2 separate regions of the Sus scrofa genome follow, and region 2 is linked to region 1. A link is a contact called in public Hi-C data. All regions are on one chromosome and are shown on one strand. Each heading gives the region's core, a stretch centred on a gene start, on an enhancer-like site or on the middle of the called end of the contact. The rest is flanking DNA. Distances are from core to core; before and after follow the strand shown. Region 1 overlaps RERE (arginine-glutamic acid dipeptide repeats protein). Region 2 holds the start of RERE (arginine-glutamic acid dipeptide repeats protein).

The links. Hi-C and Micro-C count contacts between places; a contact is called where the count stands out from the background.
Region 2: a Hi-C map of liver shows a contact between it and region 1, with 6 times the contacts expected there. The contact joins the promoter of RERE here to the enhancer-like site in region 1. A contact is called at or near these places in 1 of 5 promoter capture datasets (liver), 6 of 47 Hi-C or Micro-C datasets (embryonic fibroblasts, epiblast stem cells, liver and 2 more) and 1 of 2 datasets of contacts at active chromatin or transcription factors (skeletal muscle).

The regions. Positions count from the first base shown.
Region 1 is chr6:69,222,042-69,225,626 of Sscrofa11.1, forward strand. The region is part of intron 1 of RERE (arginine-glutamic acid dipeptide repeats protein); the gene reads right to left. Among named protein-coding and RNA genes, the nearest start is that of RERE, 35 kb to the right of the region's middle. Within about 2 kb of position 2,055, at least 3 of the 83 cell types and tissues checked have an H3K27ac peak or open chromatin away from gene starts, as enhancers often do. A contact at or near this core is called in liver, where this site is marked.
Region 2 is chr6:69,256,924-69,260,508 of Sscrofa11.1, forward strand. RERE (arginine-glutamic acid dipeptide repeats protein) reads right to left here and starts at 1,932. Exons shown (of 24, transcript XM_021095277.1): 1 at 1,532-1,932.

The DNA of each region.
Region 1 (3,585 bases), core at 805-3,304:
AGGTTTCAAAGGGTTTAATAATACATCTGTGTCGCTTTATTCAAACTTATGCTTGACCAATATGGACTCCATAAAGCTAACACCATTACGAAAACTACATAATACTGCATGTTCTTTGTTCTCTGAAATAAACTGGACTAATTCAAAACACTGCCAGAAATAGTAATTACACAGATGTGTGAAGCTGAGTTAGGAAAACAGAAGTAAATATTCTGAAAATCTTGATGTTTCTTGGCAAGCCCTGAAGGCTGTCAAGAGTAACAGTCCTCATTAGTGACCTGCTCTGGTCCTGGGGCCAAGTAGATGTTTCTCTTATCACATAACTAGCTGAGAAAACCTGATGTCCACACTGCCAAGAACAAGACAAAAAAACAAAATGCCTATGAAACCAAGCCCCTGATGTAAAAGGGGACAGAATTCTTAAACTCACTTCATCAAATCATGGCCACAGACAGAAAACTGAAAGATAAGAGAGACAGAAAAGATAAATATAAAACCTGAGCAAATGGATAAATAAAATATAGGGAGTTCCTACTGTGGCTCAGTAGGTTTAGATCCTGACATAGTTTCTGTAATGATGCGGGTTCAATCCCTGGCCTCACTCGGTGGGTTAAGGATCTGGTGTTGCCAAAAGCTGCATCGCTGGTCGCAGATTTGGCTCAGATCTGGCATTGCCATGGCACGGGCCAGCAGCTGCAGCTTCAATTTGACCCCTAGCCCAGGAACTTCCATATGCCACAGGTGTGGATATTAAAAAATACACACACATATGGGGAGAGAGAAAGAGTATATCCATACAATACAACATTATTCTGCAATAGAAAGAAATGAAAACTAATGTATTACAACATGGATAAACCTGAAAAGCGTTATATTAAAAACACCAGTCACAAAAGATCACATGTATTGTATGAACCCATTTACATTAAATGTCCAGAAAAGGCAAATCCATGGAAAGCAGGTTAGTGGCTGCCTGGGGGTAGGTGGTGGGTGGGGTGCTGTGGTTATGGGATTCATTTGGGGGTGATATAAATGTTCTAGAATTAATATGGTGATGTGTGCATATATCTGTGAAAATATTAAAAGCTATTAAACTGTACACTTTAAAGGGGTAAATTATGATATTCAAATTATATTTCAATAAAGCTGCTAAAACACACACAAACAGCAACATTACAAACTAATAAGAAAAGGCTCAAGCTTTGCTACGGCTAAAAAAGAAAGATGCATCCGGCTACAAAATTCTCAAGATGAGCTCTACCTCTGCAATTGAGAAAAACCACCCTTCTTGGAGCTGTAAAAGCATCCTTAACTAAACACATGGAAGGAGAAGTTTTATTTCATGTTAACACTGAAAACGAAAGAGAACCTTCTTTGGACCTCAGTAATCGTTGATATGCGGGAATACTTGGTCAGGCTTACTACCTCTGCACCACAAGTTCAAAAGCAGGTAAGTTGGACCAGGGTTCTTGGAGCTTGCACAGCTCCAAGAGTCAAAGTTAATTTGCAACCATAGCACATAAGCTCTCAGCGCTTGATGAAAGGAAATGACGGGGTGGATTTTACACTTAATGTAATTATCCTTCACACATACATGAAAAACCAAAAGCATTCATAATGACCTTCTGACCCATGGGTACAAATCACATCAAGGGTTGTTTTTAACCATAAAACTCACAGGAACAGTCCTTCTAAAAATACCCAGAATCTGAGTCTTACATGAGGGGAAAATTAGCCCTGACTAAAAGCTGAAGTCTGAGCCAAATGCCAGTGTGCCATTTTCTATGCCTGAGCTCTCTGACTGGGTGTGATTCTCTCTAGCTTGACCAAATGCATTGCCCTGCCATCTCCGTTAACCTGATGTCATTCTAAGAGAAAGGCAGGAGAGCCACGAGAATGATTCAGAACAAGATACCAACAACTAGAAAGTGATCGGCGGGGTGGGTCTACAGGGAGTCCCAGGGCCTGGACCCCAACACTTCAACACTGTGGCTGTAACACTGAGCTTTAAAGAAACACCAACGTCCAGAGCAGAGTCCCTGTCAATGCCACCATGAATTCTGCAAATATTTATTGAGCACCTACTAGGTGCCAAGTCCTGGCTGTCCCCTGAGCCACAGAGATACGCATGCCCAGAATACACCCAATCTCTAACCTCAGAGAGCTTTAGTAGGGGAGGGGGCAAGCAACAAACAAACAAGAAGATGTATATTAGTTGGTGATAAGTGTCATGGAGAAAAATGGAAGCTGGGCAAAAGGGAATGGGGTGGTGGTGGTGGTGATTTATTTTAGGTAATCACTGATAAGGGTCACTTGATAAGGCAGCAAGTTGTGCGGTTTTCTGGGGAGAGAGCCTTCCAGGCAGAGAGAAAAAAGCAAGTACAGGCCTGAGACAGAGGCACACTTGGAATATCCAAACAGCAAAAGGTGGCTGAAGCAGTGACAGCAAAGAAGAAAGACATAGCTGGGGTGGGGGTGGGGGGGCCCTGCACTGACTGAAATAAGAAACGAGGCATCGTAGGGTTTGACACAGAGAAGTAATGATCTGAGTTACATTTTAACAGGCTCCCTCTGGCTGCTGCAGGGTCAGGAAATTATTGCTTCAGGCTAGGTAGTGGCAGTGCAGGTGCTCAACAGAGGTCAGACTGTGGGTGGGTTCTGTGTGTAGAGCCATCAGAATCTGCCGTCAGACTGGATGTGATGTGAGACAAAATGGAGAGTCAAAGAGGAGGCCACGGTTTGGGCCTAAGTAACTGGAACAGCAAAGCTTCTCTTACTGATGGAAAGAGAAGGGAAACTGGGAATTCCGTTTGGAACATGTTACATTTGAGATGCTTAATAGATCACCAACCAGAAACATACGATGGATCCAAAGGTCAGAAAGCTCTGGGCTAGAGATTTAAATCTAGGAATCTATACCACACAAACCCTATACCAACAACCAGGAAACTGGATGGTATGGAAACAAACCTCAGGAGATGAAATATTCCAGGTATCAAGTGAAAACTCTGATGCAAATAAGCTATTACAGACAGGCCAAATAAATTGGTGAACTGGGGTGAAGATTCAGTGATAGGACAGTGGAAAGACTGTAGCAGGACCATGTTCTGAATATCCTAAAGTGACAATAACACACTGTTTTATTCAGAGAAGCCCTCAACATATGTAACAGTTGCCTATAGACAAATTACATATTAATAATGTTACCAAATGCTCCTTTTAATAAAATACAGGCTGCTTTCCACTTTAGGAAGACATATAAGACAGGACACCTCTCCAATGCCCCCTCCCTTCAAAGAGAAATAAAACAGCTATTCAAATGAAGACTTAATTGGCTCACTGGTGATGTTTAGTTGGTATCAAAATTTGAATCCTAAAGAAATGTTAAGGAGTTCCCTGGTGGCCTAGTGGCTAAGGATCTGGCATTGTCACTGCTATGACACGAGTTTGATTCCGGGTCCAGGAACATCCACATGTCATGGGCATGGTCAAAAAAAGTTGTTGAATCAAGTGTGTGTGTGTGCGCGCGCGCACACACACACACACACACACATTCTTTTCATTTTTTAAGGGCTGCACCTGCAG
Region 2 (3,585 bases), core at 682-3,181, 35 kb after region 1:
ACAAAAACCTAAACAACCTTTTGCTGGAAACCTTCTTAGAGTGAATGAACGTCGGTTAAGTCTTTAAACATGTTAGTGAACAGTACTCGTTGATACACCACTTTCAACAGCCACGGGAAGGGAAAAAGTACTCGTAGTTCTATCACGCAACCAGATCAAGTAACACTGCAAGCACAACCTGCCAAGCACCAGGGCCTGCCAGAGTACAACGAGCACTCAAGTGCTCTGGACTCAAAACCACCTTTCACTGGTCCCAGAGATCTTTGTAAAATAGTTTAAACCCTACTAAATTACAGACTTGGAAAAAAACAAACACAGGGCTTCTAACTACTGCTCCCATACTATTGTGAACTTGCTGTTAAGCCTCTGAAACGTCTGCCTTGTGTTATTTTACCAGGCAATGTAAATTTTCAGAAAGGCAATTGCCTCCTAGAGCCCAAATCTAACACACATAAAAATGTGGAGTTGGTTCTGCATCTGGAAATAATTGCCCACAGATCAGCAGGCTTACATGGGATATTGTTCCCGTCTGCGTGGTTTCAAATCATGTCTACTTTGGACCTAGAGTTCCTATGGAGGAAAAAAAGGGGGGGAGGTATCAGAATATAGTAATTTTGGCACATAATTTCAAGGACTTTGTCAACTCTGTTCTCCTCAACTTTCACTCACTGTATCTTAAAGTGCAAAGACACAGGCTTCAAAGGGGAAAATTCATCTATTGACCTCAGTGTTCATTCACATTTTTTTTTTTAATTTCCACATGGCTGAGAGTAAAACAAAGTAACCTATTAGAAGAGCTTCTCCCCAAGATTCACCCAAACAGCCCCAAGAAGAGCAGTGGCACCAGTGAGCCTGGAAGGGGAAAGGCTGAGAGTAAAACAAAGTAAGGGCTTCTTAGCAAACAGACGCGGTCAAGCAGGTCTCCCCAAGGCTTTAACCTGAGCCAGAGATCGGAGTAAACAGAGGGAGGGGGTGGGGAAGCCACCACCTCAAACCAAAAACTCGAAGTGATCTTCAAAACTATCTCTGCATTTTAGCTAATCTGGTAAAGTAAGTATTTTGATCCAAGAAACAAATTCTACGTCACTTAAGCAGCTCCAAATTACTTTACAATCAACTCCATCCAACTCACTTTATTTTTAAACTTAAATTTACTCCATAGTAAGCAATAAAGTTTTGGATCAAACAGCAGCTTTTAGACTATACACTGCTTCAGCTTTCCTTTTAAAGAAAACGCACACACCCATACACCCATACACACACGCACGCATACACACACACACACATACAAATACACACCTTAAAAAATAGTGTTTTCTCTGCCCTAAACATGTTTCTCATTTGGTTTAGTAAACTGGGATTTCTGGAGTTTGGGCAATTAAAAACAAAAAAACAACGAGGAAACCCAACAGAAATGCAAAATGGAACGCAGCAAATACCTATTCCTGATTCCTGGAAAGCCACCACTATTCTTAGTAATTCCCTAGTTGCTCATCTCTCTAGGGTCAGCTACTGCACTCCGTACACCCACCTCCGAGAGCCCCTGCGCCCACACTTGTCCAACTTCCTGGCCCGAGACCGCGTCCACCTCGCAGCAAGAGGGGCCGGCCACTTGCCTGCGGCCGGTCGGTCGCAGCAGGAGCTGAGCCCTCCGGCCTCCACCGCCGCCGCCGCCTCCTTCACCACCTCCTCCGGCGCATGGGCCCCCCGCAAACTCTGGCCCGCGGGCACCGACGGGACGGGCGGGAGCTCGGGGCGTGAAATGCACTTGCTAAACAAAAGGAGGCCCCGGCGGCCGCAGGGCAGCAAGGCGCGGGCGCCGGTCCCGGCGGCTCTGAGGCTGCAGGAGGCCGTGGCCGCGCCGGGCCCCGCCCGCGACTGGGGGAAGCGGCGGCCGCAGCTCGCACTCCTTCAGCCCCGGCGGCCGGGCCAACACTGCCACATGCCTGTGACCCAGACGCTGGGAGAGAAAGAGCAGCCTCCCCGCCGCGGCGGCGGCGGCGGCGGCGGCCGGCAAAACCCGGGCTGGAGCCTGGCCCACTCCGCGCGCGCCCCTGCCGGCCGCCACCGGGGGCGCGCGCGCACACACACACAAAGCCGAAGCAATTTTATCTGCGGCCCAGCTTGGCCAGCCTCCCCTCCTCCCCAGTCCTCCCTCCCCTCCCGACAGCCGGAACCGGGAGGCTGCTTGATTGATGGCAGCTCTTAAAAGCGTGGTCAGCTAGAAAATGCATCTGCAAGCAAGATATTAAAGAGGCAGCGCAGCCCCGTGAGTGATCAGCAGTTCACACATCCTAGAGCTGCCGCTGATTTCGCCAGGAATATTAATGCCAACCACCTCTGAAGTCTAACAAATGCAGATGAAATAACCAACAATCACAGACACGATGAACACGATTTGTTTCAAACGCACAAGAGAAAGAAGCATTGTTTGGTGTGGAACAAAATTTCTGACCTCAATTTGCCTTACAGTTTAAGAATGCTTTGTTAGTCATTTGTTTAAAAGTCTTCTCTCCAATCTTTTTTCCCCAAGAAAATAAGGACTCATCTGCTAGAACTGGGCTTGACTGAAATTCATCTAATAAGGAAGCACAATAAATACACATTCCTTGCCATGTAGCCTTAAGAAAACATATAACCCCATGGGCTACCAGATTCCAGACCCCTCATTAATTCCAATGTTATGTGCATCTAAATAGAATTACCAATAGTAAATTTCAAGTTAGTTTCTTCCATTCCCCTAATCTGGTAAATAGCGATGAACTTGCTAAGTTTTACAAAAATTAAACTACATTTAAACCATGCTATTTCCTAGTAGTAACAGTAATGATCATTTTGTCCTATCAAATAATATCATCTATAGCAAATTTTTAAAAATACATTCCTATGGAATATAAATTCAAAGTATTAAACTCAATGGCAACCCAAATTTGAAAGGTATAAGCTCAAAATTTAAATGATCGCTTTTGGTATCTTTAATATTACACCTTTTGCCTTCCAGGCACATTTCATGGAACTCTAAAATAGCTTTATGAATGTTACTGGACCTTCCAATAACATTATTAGGTACCCTTAACGATAGGTGAAGATTTAGATTAAAGTGATTTGCCCAAAGTCTCTCAAGGAGGGGGTGAGGGGATGGAGAGTAAGCATGGAACCTAGGGATCCCACCTCACTGGCATAGATAACCAACCTGACTTGTGCATTGGCTACTTCAACATCATTGTGCTAATTTGCTTTAAAGAAAACTGAAGTGATTCTACAGGAGATAGAAAGATCTCTGAAACTACTAATATAGCTCACATACTGAGAGCCAAAGCTAATGAGGCATGATGCCTTTGCCACCCTGAAAAGTGGCTGTGATCAATACAAGTCAGAGGTGGTCTACGGCTCACCTCTAAGTCTCTGCTCTAAGCTCCCTAAACACCACTCTTCAAGGAGACCATCCTGAGGGGACCTGCGGCTTAAAAATCTGCCTCGTAACCAAGTGGCTCTGAGACCCCTCCATCTATGCCAGAGATGAGGTCGGCCATAAAGCCAAGCTACAGAAGCCAGTCCTGTACTGGGACACACTTCTATTTTCTC